Linked DNA regions of Anser cygnoides: region 1 is linked to region 2. A link is a contact called in public Hi-C data. All regions are on one chromosome and are shown on one strand. The core of a region is the stretch at or near the end of the contact, and the rest is flanking DNA. Distances in the headings are between cores, read along the strand shown.

The links. Hi-C and Micro-C count contacts between places; a contact is called where the count stands out from the background.
Region 1: a Hi-C map of liver shows a contact between it and region 2, with 2.1 times the contacts expected there. The contact joins the promoter of WFS1 here to the promoter of MAN2B2 in region 2. A contact is called at or near these places in 2 of 7 Hi-C or Micro-C datasets (granulosa cells and liver).

What each region holds. Positions count from the first base shown.
Region 1 is chr4:12,702,356-12,708,523 of Taihu_goose_T2T_genome, forward strand. It overlaps WFS1 (wolframin ER transmembrane glycoprotein), which reads right to left and starts at 2,825. Exons shown (of 8, transcript XM_013179711.3): 1 at 2,480-2,825; 2 at 745-939. The coding sequence starts at 934.
Region 2 is chr4:12,462,755-12,469,329 of Taihu_goose_T2T_genome, forward strand. It overlaps MAN2B2 (mannosidase alpha class 2B member 2), which reads right to left and starts at 1,905. Exons shown (of 19, transcript XM_066995633.1): 1 at 1,840-1,905. PPP2R2C (protein phosphatase 2 regulatory subunit Bgamma) reads left to right here and starts at 4,271. Exons shown (of 10, transcript XM_013179604.3): 1 at 4,271-4,427; 2 at 4,721-4,804. The coding sequence starts at 4,412.

The sequences.
Region 1 (6,168 bases), core at 1,575-4,074, 240 kb after region 2:
AATTTCAGAATTGAAAGTCCAATTTTAAAGAAAATTAAACAGCAGTAACTGTGTTATACCTGGAATAGCAAACTTCTTGCAGAAGTGTTAGATTACAAACCGAATTTAAAGTGGAACTCAGCAGCTGAACACCGAAGCCAGATACTTTTCTTTCTACTTTTTGCAAGAAACTTTTCTCTCATCCCACGATCAGTTTTCAAAGTTCATGAAACTGAATGGGTTCACAATGATGAAGAAAAAGTATTCTTCTGCCTTTCAAAATGTATCTTCATTCTTAATCTTCTTGACTGCTAATCTTAACTTTATTTTTGTCACTCCCATTTTATATATCAGTTTATTATTCCCTCAGTCTACATTACCGTAGTATCTATTCATCCAGATTAAAACTCATATTAAAGCTACAGTTAACAAGCAGTCAAACTAGTTAAAGAAATTAAATTGAAACCTTAATATTCTGCTAAATTACATTTAATTCTTCCTGCCAATTTTTCACAGAAACTTCTTTCCTGTTTCTCTGTGTATGTAAGAAAAAGTGGATGGAAAAAACCACAAAAATACACAAAAATATGTACAAAATAAGCAGCAAAAAACTTCTCTTCCAAAACAATAGGTTAAGAAATTAGAGCCATTTATTTTTTTACTTGATGGTGTCTCTTTAAAGCAAGAGCTGAATGTGTGTACGTACTTTATTCTTTTTATGTTTACCATAACCCAATTTTGCAGAAAAATTGCTTTCATGCTTACCATTTTTTTCAGCTTTCTCCCTGCTACGGGAGTAGTCAGAACCCGAAGGAAAAGTTGCAGCATCTCCTGAGGGTGGTCCTGACCTCCGATTGTTCTCACTGTGGTCCACAGCAGCAGCGTTCAGCTGGGACCTTCCAAGATGTTGCTGTGGCTGAGGAGGACTTGACTGGGGATCAGGATCTGAATTCATTTTAGCTGCAAAAGAAGAGAATTGTAATTAATTATCAGGTAACATGATTAATACACGAAAACTGAATAAAACTTAAAATGGGAATATATTCATGTAATTATTTGAACAAAAAGCCTTGAAAAGGGCAAGGATGTCAATAGCAACCACAAGACATATAAAAACATCCTTGAATAATTCTAAGCATTAACAGTTATTATTGAATAAGAATCTTCATATATGTATAATTAAGCAAGAACATCTACTGCCTTTTTTCCTTAACTCAATGAGAATTGGTTTTCAAGTCTTGACAAAATAAAAATCATTAATCGATCCCATAAAAACTGCATATAAATAATTTATCTGAACCTAATCTTGCACTTCCACATGCAACAAAAAAAGACTAGCCCCTAACTTTTAATAGAACAATATCAACCATTCTAAAACGATAGAAAAATCACTTCGTATCAAGAGCCTGGTTCACAGCCACCACCTCAATTCGGTAGCAGGGTAAGAAGAGAAGGATAAGGCAAAGGAAGAGGAGATGTGGAGCTACGACACTGGAAATGTGAGGAGGTATGTCACTAAAGACACACTTTGTTGAAACAGACAAGATACAAAATAAAGTCACTTGATTTAATACTTAGTTACTATCTTATTTTATTAAAGCGCTTTTACACTGAAAACAGTAGGGCAGGGCGGGAGAGGCCTTACAATTCCTTACAAGAGAAGGCCCGAACTCCCACTGTAAAGCCTCTCCTGAACGAGGAGGGGATCTCTGTTCTGCAGTTTGATTACTTACATTAGTAAACTTTCACGTAAGTGCTTACTGAAAGCTTAGCTTTTACAAGGCAGGAAGCGGAGAGGTACACGTACACTACCGCGGTGCAACACGGAGTAACTCCAGCTGCTCAAAAGCAACTTCCCCGGAGTGTGGCAATTCACAGCAAACACTGTAAAAGGTGTCTGCCTACAAGCTGTATTCTTAAAATTCTGTACGTTCAGAATGTTGGCCTAAAGATGTTTTCACAGAAGTGGAAGCAATAAGCCAAAACTGAAGATGCAGTCCCTAATTGAGGCAACATCACCACCTCTAATTAGAGAGCACTAAAATCACAGCAGGATGCGAGAAGTACCAGCTGTATTATCAGCACACAGCATTCTTTGAAACATAGACAACGTGCTTGCCAAAATTAACTTACTTACACCAGAAAACGTTTTACTGAAAAAAAGAAATGCATTTCTGTCTTAGGTCTCTATCAAGTTATAAATAAACCAACACAGCTCAGTTCACCCAACCTTCGGACAAGCCCTAGGAAAACACAGAGATTAAAATACTTTCCAGTAAGCCATCAAGAGTATTTTTAACCACTATACAAGCACAAAAGTTACTCAGCATCTTCTTGTGAGCGTGACCTTGGCCCAGGGAAGCAGAGAAGCGCAGGACCAGCCCGGGGATGTGCCCCACTGCGGACCCCCAGCGCCTGTGGGGCGGCCCCGATCCAGGACGGGGAACCGGGCACCAGAGGCCTCGGTCCGTGGGAGTGCTGTGAGCAGGATGGGACTTACCTCGGCCTGAGCGAGCTACCGAAAGTACTCCCCTCTCACACGCCGCTCCGTGCTCTCCCCGTCCTATAAAGGACTCCCCAAGTTTCCCTCGGTGCCGGGGTTTCCCCAGAAGGCCGAGAAACCCTGCGGGGAGCGGAAGGGAGTAAGGCAGGGAAGCTCAGGCTGTCCTCCCCCGAGCCCTGCGGGGGAAAGGTAGCAGCAGGGACTGCCGGCGGAAAGTTTCTCCGCCTGCTGCTGGGCGCCGAGTGGGGCGGTGGCGGCGGCCCTAAGGGGCGGCCCCGTCCCGCCCCATGCCGCGGCCCCCTTCCCGCGGCGCCTTGCGAGGGGGCAGCGCCGCCGCCGTTCCCCGCCCGCTGTTCCAGGAGGAGGAGAGGCCGGGAAGGGGGCGCTGGCAGCGGGGGTTGCCCGTGCTGAGGAGGGGGCTGCCTGCTGAGGGCTGGTAGCCATGAGGGAGGCGGCCGGGGAGGGCTCCCGCACCTCCAAAATGGCAGCGCGGGGCGCTGAGGGCGGCGGGGACCGAGCGTCGTTGGGCCGCGCCTCACGGCTCCCCCTTGAGGCGTCCGAGGTGCGGATGAAGCCTTTTTCTCGAGATAGGCCCTTTAGTTGTGCTTTTGGGGGACAGAAGTGAGGATTTGGGCCGGTTCTTGCTGAAATACCTCGGGGTTAGTGAACAAGGAGGCGGCCGGGGGTTGGTGCTGCCAGTTGGGGCAGGCTGAACCTGCTTCCCCCGGGCTGTACTTGTAGAGAACTAAAGGAGCAAAGAGAAGGAAAGAAAAAAAAGTAACTATGAAATTAAGAAATGAACTTAAAAGTTGCTACTAAATGTGCTTGTATTTCTGTCACGTACACTGAAAGCTGCTGGGCTGGTAGTGAAATGGGAATGTATCTGAAAGTGTTGGCATTGTACTGGTAGTAAACTCATTTCTTTTTACAAATACTACTTTACTTTTAATTTTTGAGATACCTAAAATAAATCAGTCTCTACACAGTACTGTGAACACCTTTAAAAAAAAAAAAGCCTCACAAACTCGAAATGGGAGATGAAATTTCAACTTTGGAGTAATTTATACGAGTAATTTAGTCATTAAGTGAGTTTTCATAAGTTCCAAGTTTGCAGCAGATCATGGGGTGCTGTGATATGTCTCATTTTTAAAACAGCAAATACTAGTTGATGTCGCTGCATTTTTTTTTATTTTTTAGTCCCCAAACAAAAATGTAGTCCCCAGCACCTTCTTTCTTCACTATGTCCATACCTTGGAACCTGTAACAAAATCATACCTTTTACCCCAAATAAACATCAATGAGCGTGAAGTTTGGCTTCCAGTTACTTAAAATAAAACTTTGAAAAAGAAAGCAGTCACTTTTAAGAAGATGCTTTTGCAGTCTGAATCTAATATAATCAGGAACCTAAAACGCCTGTATTGTGTTATCAATTCAGTTGTTTCTTTGTTCTGACAGTACGACTTAGCTCTGATACGACAACTTTTACTGCTGCAATCTGCTCCCCCTGCTATTCACATTTGCTTTAAGATATTATTTTATACAATTGATTTGATATTTAGTGGGTGTGCTTAACGGATGTAACTTGCTTCGGGAACAGGTGGAAATGAGGGCGGTAGCTGGAAAAGTAACTAACAAGGAAGTGTAAAATAAAGCCTCCCTCTGCTGCTTATGTCCGCTCCTTTCCAACACAAGGCACAGTCACACATGGCATAAGCCATTCCCGAGGAGCTCAGTTCAAGGTTAAAACTGTCTCCACTGAATACTAACTGGTTTAACAGTGAAGCTCTATATATAAAGTACATTCTGTGGTTGTTTATGAGTGATCGTACAGTGGATATGTATATTAGTGCAATTGCTGAACTTAATCAGCTCCTGAGTTTAGAAAATGACACCTAAACCTCTACAGTGACTGGATTGTCACATACTTTATGTACGCGGGTATATAAATACACATAGCTTGACGGAGAGTAAACCAAGCTGAAACATGGTGGCAGCAACCAGTACCAACTTCACTAACTTCACTTTGGCTCTCACTGTATCACAAATGTTAATTTGCATTTGGCGTAATTACAGTTGCCATTTGTTTCAGCTAAAGAGACAAACCATGGAAGTACTGTAAAAACTCATCGCAACACCTTTTCAATTTCAGTTATGTGCTATGAATAAAAGAAAATCCTAACAAAAACAAAAAAGCTTGAAGTTCAACCAGTTGCTTTTTGTATTAGAGAACCAATAATCCTTTTACAAATATTTTGTAAATTTACAAAGTGGTATTGGCTTTAGCTGATTTCTGTAAACATTGTTTACTCAAGATAGGATAAGATCTGAGTGACTGCCTGAATGTCTTAGGTGTGGTACTGAGCTATAGGCTGAAATTAACGGCTTTTCCGTACAAACATCAAGGAGTTCTAGAAACACACATGAACAGGGACATCTAGTGATCTAAGCAGCTCATATGTAGCCTGTGTTAAACTGCAGTGACTCTGGAATGTGATACAAACTTGACATTTTTACATTCTGTTGCGAAATTTGTATTCCAGCATTTAGGTATGAGTGTACTATTGAAACGTTTAAAAAAAAAAGTCTGTCTCTTGGAAAACTTAATTTGTAACGGTAAAGAGAAGAGATCATGGTAAGCAATGTTACATACAACATTTTGTTATTAAATCAGTCAATTCAAACTGATTTACCTTTCATACTGCTGAAGTGAAATCACATTTGTAGCATTGTTGGCATACAAGCAGTTTCTCAACAGTCCAGAGAAAAATCTTTAATCAAATAGTTCCTAAAATGATGAGAGAAAGCAGTGATAATCCAAGAAAATAGACCTGCATGAATCATTCCAATGAATAGCCTTCAACTCTGTTTGTCATAATAGCTCTGAATAGGAGTCCATTTCTTTATTCTATGGTACAGTCAGAAACAGATTTGATGTAATTAGGCTGGATGTTTACAGAATATGTAAATCCTAACAAAAAACATTGTCAGCAGTGCTGTTGTTGTAAAGAGTAAGGAGAGTTGTAAAATCCAGAGAAAAATGCCATGTGCATCTTCAGTAGTTATATATTATGAAAGGAAGTACATTATGGAAATAAAAATATTTAATTGATGCTAAATAAACTGTACCAAAAACTGTCTTAAATATCCTTTTTTTTTTTTTGCCCCACCTTTCCAATTAAATGAACAGCTGCTATTTCAAAATAATAGGTTTTGTTGTTTACTCTGTTACACCCATTTTAACAGCATAATTTAATAGATGGAGGAATTACATCAGCATAAAATTAGTGCAATAAAAGCTCCAGCATACCTCATGAGCAGCTGGGGCACTATTGTTTCGTTAGACTAAGGACCAGCCTGAAAACAGGCTTTTTTTGGGGGGTGTAAATCTAAAGCAGCAGGCGTTTTCTGCCAGAAATCTGAGCTCAATGCTTTAAGCACACTGAGACGACAGACGTAGAATCTAGAAAACGAACAATGTGATGTCAGTAACTAGGGTGTTGGTGCCCTTTGGGGTGGACATTTGGGAGGGAGAATTAATAAAAAGCAAGGGTGGGAGGAAATGGAAAGAAAAATATCGAAAGGTGGGCTCAAAAAGCAGGTAAAAATAGCAAATGAGGAAGCAAATCTGTGAAGACTGACGATGAATCTTGTCAGATCTGCATGTTAAATACCACTCTTACCTCAGG
Region 2 (6,575 bases), core at 655-3,154:
CACAATGTGAAATTTTAACTAAGGGAATAGCCTTCAAATTTTACTATTACTCAATAGTGACACGCTCAAATGTCTGCTAAGCTTTCATTTGTCTCACAAATGGCTGCAAACAATATAACCTAAAATCCAAGTATATTTACAAGGATTACAACATCGTGCTCAATTTTAATTCTGAATAGGTCAGTGGAGTACGCTATATTTTAAGAGTTGATGAAGGACTCCTCAAATGTGATACACTAGTAAAATATTCCATGTGGTAACCTATTGAAAATATTTTCTTGATGTATTTTGGAGATTAAAACAAGCCAATCTGCATCATGACACAAACTTAAGCTATACCAGAACACCTGCAAAGTTTATAAAGCCCAGTGGTCGGGTTGGAATTGAAAATTAATCTTCTCACAACCTAGGCTACCTGCAAGCAACAGTAAAAATTTTCTTGGTAAGACATTATTTTTTTTATTATAGTTATTTTTAAGCATGCGATGTCATATCACTCTAGCAAGTAAAGTATCCACAGCATCTTCTGCATCATCTAAAGAAATTCATTGTAATGAAATAAAAAAGGATGCAGGATTTAGACTAACAAATACAAAAGGGTATTAATGGGGTATTAACCTGATTTATTTTTGCTCTGCAACTCACTCACTGAGCAAAAATTTTACTGCCACACTTCCGTGGCCCTAGGCACCGACTCTGCCTTGGCCAGTAGGGTGTCTCTGGGGACTGAGAATTTCCTTCAGTTTTTGGCTCAGTAACGGGGCACCCTGAAAGCCCAAGAAAGCCTGCCAAGCAGCTAAAGCACCCTTTGAGAGCTAGAAGGTTGTCCTTTTTAAAAACAACACCAAAACACACGGCGAGCATCCCACTGAACGCCGGCAGCAGGAAACCCCAAGCGACGCGCCGAGCCCCTGTGCCAACCCTGCCTTCCCCCGCCAAGGTGATCCCACAAAACCGGGCGACCAGCCGCACTGCGGGACAGACCGGGGGGTTGTCCCCTCAGCGATTTACGCCTTTTTTTTTTTTTTTAACCCGGCACCGAGCCGAGGAGCAGTAGGAAGGCTCAGCCCCGCCCCCCCCCCCTCCCCGGCCTGCCTCCCTCCCTCCTCAGCGGGCCCCACCTGCACCGTGTAAACCCAGCCGACGTCCATGTGGCTGTGGGCGACCACGAAGGCCCGCAGCTGCCCGCGGCCAGCAGCCGGCAGGACGAGGCTGAAGAGCAGCAGCAGGGGCCCCATGGCGGCTCCACAGCCGGCCGGGGCCGGGGCCGAAGCCGGGGCTTTCCCCGCCGCGTCCCGCCCCCGGCCGCCCCCCGCTCCGGCGCCGCCTCCCGGCCGGGCCGCCACCATCTTGAGGGAACGGCAGCGGCGGGCCTGCTCGCCCGAAGGCGCTGCTTTTTTTTTTCCCTTTAAAGCACTTTTTGGTTAAATCGGAGGATATGGGGAGGGGAATTGGCCCCAGGGGGTGGCTGGCAGCCCCGAGGTGCTGCTGGTACGTGGGGTTCCTGCAGCAGGGTGCAGGACCCCGTGAAAACCGCGGCCCCCGGGAGGTAGCTGTTAGCGCTGCCCCTGGAGCTGATTTATTTTTATTTTTATTTTAACTTTTTCTTTCTATAAAACCGTATTGCTCAGAGAGGTGTTCTGCATCCTCGCTGACTAGAAATCCTGGTGATTTCTCTTTGTGGAAATTCTATTTTGAATGGAATTCTTTGTTTCTGGGCCTGGTACTGCAATACGGATTATTGTCTTTGCGTTTTGAAGTTGTAGCAAGATTAAATTTTATTTTATAGGGTTGACCTTCTGATCCCATTTAAATTGGATTTCTCACTTGCTTTCTTACCGTTAGTGAGTGTTGTCTGCTGTGCTGAAAACTGAAACAGCCATGCTCCTAGGTCTGCTGATAGCCCTTGTGAAAAGGGAAAAAGTCCATAATTTAAAAAATGTTATATAGGTAAGGTAGCCCAGTCTCCCTAGAAATTTGGTCTGCAGTTGTACCTGTTTCTGTCCAATGCTATGATATTAAAAACCCGAATAGTTCTTTCGCTGATTCATTCTTTAAAATACACATTAGTATAATTTGGCTACCCTGCTTAAATTGTAGTTTGAGTAAAGTACCTGCTTCTAACAATGTTACAATCCTGAAATGATAAAAAGTATCATACCAAACTCTCATTTCCAACAATTCAAAAGTAAAGGAAGTCAGATGAAAGTGGCATCTGCTCTCACCTTCAAGTTTGTCTGTTGATTTAGAATTAGTAGTCTAACTAGATTTAGTTCAAGCAGTCACATCACTATTTGTGATGAAACCATCACAAATAGTTTTACAGTATCCCTCTACAGACTTGTACTGATAAAGGTAAATTCATGCTGAACTTCCTAACCCTTGGGTGCAAATTAACCCATCTCAACATTTAAGTTACCTGTAGAAACAGATCACGCTCTAAGTAAGATCTGTATCTATCCTTCCATTTTAGGAAAAAAAAAAAAGAAATATATAATGTACTGCCTTACATGCCAAACTTTTTTTTTTTTAACATACGAAGTATGTAAATTTTTGAAGTCCAGAATGAAAAACAGTATGTAACTCTGTAATACTGAGCTGAAGAGCATAAAATCACTACATTTTGTAAAATATGGCTGATATGAATGGATTCTCCTACAGCGGTGCCCTTGTTTGGTTATTAATATGCGAGACTATAATTTTCTCCAAAAAGAGGAGGCTTGTACTGGAATGTTAAGGTTAATTTTATTTAAGATAATACTTTGCGGAGAGCAATCAAGGTCTGTAGGTACTTTAATGAGAGAGTTAATATCTGTAAGCAGCTGGATGAAGCTTTAATACAGCTCTATGATACTCTGTTTTTCCCCAGATCATCAGCTTAAACCTTTTCAGTTCCAAGAAAGCTAGCACACATCCAGCAAACATATGGCTTAGAGATAAATATATATACACAGTCTAAATGAAGTGATGTTCTTTTACCTCAGAAGGCATTATGGTCTTGTAATTTAGGTGAATTTCCCAGGAAAGCTTAAGCGTTGGCATTTTGCTCTGCTGCTAAAGTAGCTGAGAATGTTTGCAGACTGTTACTCCCGTTCTAAACCTATTTCCATCAGAACATGTAATTGTCCTCCTTACTCTTTCACACAGGCCACAGTATTACACTGTCTTGTACAGAGTAGAGAAGAACATACCTGTTTGAATAAAATACTTACATTAGCAAAAATCAAATCAAACTACCTACAGCTTATGAAAGTGCATACAAGTCTAAAGGTATCAGGAGGGTCTTCACATGCTACAAAAAGGAATGAATGTTGGCATATCACTTAGAATTTGTACCAAAGATAATGGAGGATCCGGTGTAATTGGGTCACGACAGCTGCCTACATTGATATTTTGTTCTCTTGTGCTCCTAATCTCTTACCATGGCTTGATTATAGTTTTCCTGTACTATTTCTTAAGCTTTTCTCATTTGCCAATACAAAGTGTGTTTGCTTTCTTTGACATGAGCTATGGTATATGTGGGCCTCTGACACTGTCGCCTCAAAAAGACAGATGTAGGCACAATGCTGCCAGCTGTAAGCTAGAAAGTCACAATCTTTGTGTTAAATAAAATGCCAAGAAAGCCGCCTGGTGTACAGAACAATTAACATACCTTTAGATTTCCCTCCTGTGGTGTTTTTGGGGTGGATGTCTGTAAGAATAAAGACGTTTATAAAGTATGCTTGCTATAACTGACTGTTTCAGCACTTTAAATTTTTCTGCTCCCCTAATAATTTTCCAGTGGAGTCAAGTGTCACTCCACAGAGCACTTTGGTTTACTTGATAAAAGGTTTGCTTTCTTAGTTACCTTTCATGCGTGCTGTGAAGACAGCTTGCGGATCCACAGTCTGGAAGATGAGAAACGCTCTCTAGCCTCGCAATGATTTTAGCGTACGTAAAACCTGAGAAGTTAGCTGGCATGTGCAGCCTTCATCCCTAACAGGCTACACAGCCCAAGGCAGGTAAGAAGTGAAGTGAAGTGTGGCACGGCGGGATGCCCTGAAGGGGAACTCGGGGACCGAAGTTGAAACGGGAGCACGGAGGAGGGATGAAGGAAGGCGGGCGGGCGGCAGCCTGGCAGCCGGCCGTGCTGAGGGGGGCTCCCCGCAGGCCTGCCGGGCCCGCCGGCACCTGTTGGGGCCGCGGCGGGTCCTGGCGAGGCAGCGCCGCCTTCCCCCGGAGCTCCGGGCGGAGCCTTCCCTCCTGCCCGTCCTCCCTCCCCCGGCTCCCTCAGCGCCCCGAGGCAGCGCCGGCTGCCTGCGCCGCCCGCTCCGCTGGGAGGAGGAGGAGGCGCCCCGAGCTAGCTACCGGCGCTGGGAGCAAAGCAAAATAACAGTTCAGAGCACTGGGCACCTTCCGCAGGGCGGCACACATGTCCCAAAAGCAGGGTATTTCGTTAACGCTCTCCCTCCTCCCGGCTCGCTGTAGCCCCCCCCCTCATCCCTCTGTTCCGTTCGCTGCCCTCTCCACCTCTCCTTGCCCTCCTCCCCACTGCTGCGGCTCGTCCTCTCTCCTCCGCCCCACTGCCTCTTGACCCATCCTCAGCCCTCTCTCCTCCACCCCACAGCCTGTTGTCCCTTCCTCAGCCCTCTCCCCATGGCCCCATCCCCTCTTCCCTCTCCCCGTGGGCGCTGGGTACCCCAGACTGACCATGCCTTTGATCCTCCTCCTTCTCTTCCAGTTGGCGGCCCCCCAGGCGACAACAGCACGGTTGACTGGTGCCTCTACCAGCTCAATGGAGCGGCCGAGTTTGAGGTCTCCGAAGGTGAGTGTGGGGTGCTGTGGCTCGACCCCATGGCCACCACCATGTCCCGCCACCCATGGGTGGCTGGCAGGCTCGAGGCTGGCTGTGGCACAACATGGCAGCCCGCGGGGATGGCTCTGGGTGGCGGAGGTGCTGCCAGAGCAGGAGGGGATCGCAGTGGGGCCGCTGGAGGTTTGCGTGCCCCAGCCTCGTGTAAGCGTCCATGCTGGTTGTCTTCTTCTGGGAGATGTTGGGGTTTGTCGCTCATGGCCTAGGTGGCAACAGTCTTCTTGGCCTTGACGTTGGTGGCTATTGGTGCGAGTGAGGCTGTGTAGTACACGTGGAAAGTTTTCTTGCCTTCTTTTTGTTTTCTTGACTTCGAAGAGGTAACCTGGAAAGTTTTCTTTTTGAATATTCTGTGGAAACAGAAGGAGCAGCCTTTGGGTGCCAGGGCAAAAAACCCTCCCCTCTGGCTCTGAACCATGTATGGTTTTGAATATGCACAGTGTGCTTCAAACTTAAGTGTCAACCTGTATTTTCTAGTATGTCCTATATGCAGTGTTGCAAATGTCAGAGGGCATATTTCAGCGTCTCCACAGGTTTTGTTTCCAGTGAGTTAAGTGGAGCTAGGACCTTGTCTCAAAGTTTTTTTGTCTGTTGTTACCATGCGCTTCTGAGGGGAGTGCCTCACTGTTTGAAAGGGCGTAAATGCATTACAAGTTCAAGCTAGACTTAAAAACTTCCCAGCAGGGAGGAAAGTGAAATGCTGTAATAGTTTGGGGTCAGGTTAGGAAAAGCTTTCCAGTGATGAAACACTGGAATAGGTGGGGTGGGTAGACAGCGAAATCTCACTCACTTGAGTTATTTAAAGTCTGTTTCACAAACATTGGTTGAGGTGATAAAGTTGCAGATCTTGCTGTTGGGCTGGTAGATAGACTAATGGTTTGAGGTCATCTTCAGCCGTGCTATCTGTGATTCTGTGGGATGCAAAGTTTTGGGTTATCTTGTGTTTTGGTATTTAGAGAAATGATTTAAGCCCCAGTGTACTACTAATAAACTACAGTTCTAACAAGGCTTTACGCTATTTTTTTTTCCCAAAAAGATTCAATGATGGTTTATATTTGAAGATATACTTAATGCTGTCTATAATTACACACACGTATACTAGAATATTTCTCAAAATATGTTGTGATTTGGTGCCTAGATTATTTTTTTTGTCTGAAACTGCATACCAAACCAGATGTGATGACGATAGGTGGGGGTGGAAATTACATCCGTGTGAGGGAGTGTAATGAGTGAGTGACAGCATTTCTCAGGCATCATAGAATGTTGAAAACAAGCTTTAGGTTGGCATTTAATTTTATTTAAAGATTTGAGTGAGTGGGATATGCTTCTTAACCTTACTCGTCTGGGTAAATATCAGTGTTCCAGCACTGCTTTGAGAGTATAATATTTTCTTCTAAACAGGTGTTGTATTCCTTTGATTTATTGGGCTGTTTTTTGCCACATGACAGAATCAACCACAATTTTTTAAATTGGTTTGCTAACCCTGACTTCAGTTTTCTTTAACACTGGCAATTTATGGATGCCCAAATTTACTCCATGACTTAAATGGAAATCTTAAATGCTTTCTCTTCCTTACTCAGCCAAGGAATATGTGAATTTCAGAGAACAAGGGACAGGCTGAAACACCATAATTTGGTCACACAAACCATAGAATCAAAATCCTCTGCAGGTAGTAAACACCATTTATGTTAATAGGCTTATATATGGCATGCATTTTTTACTTCTT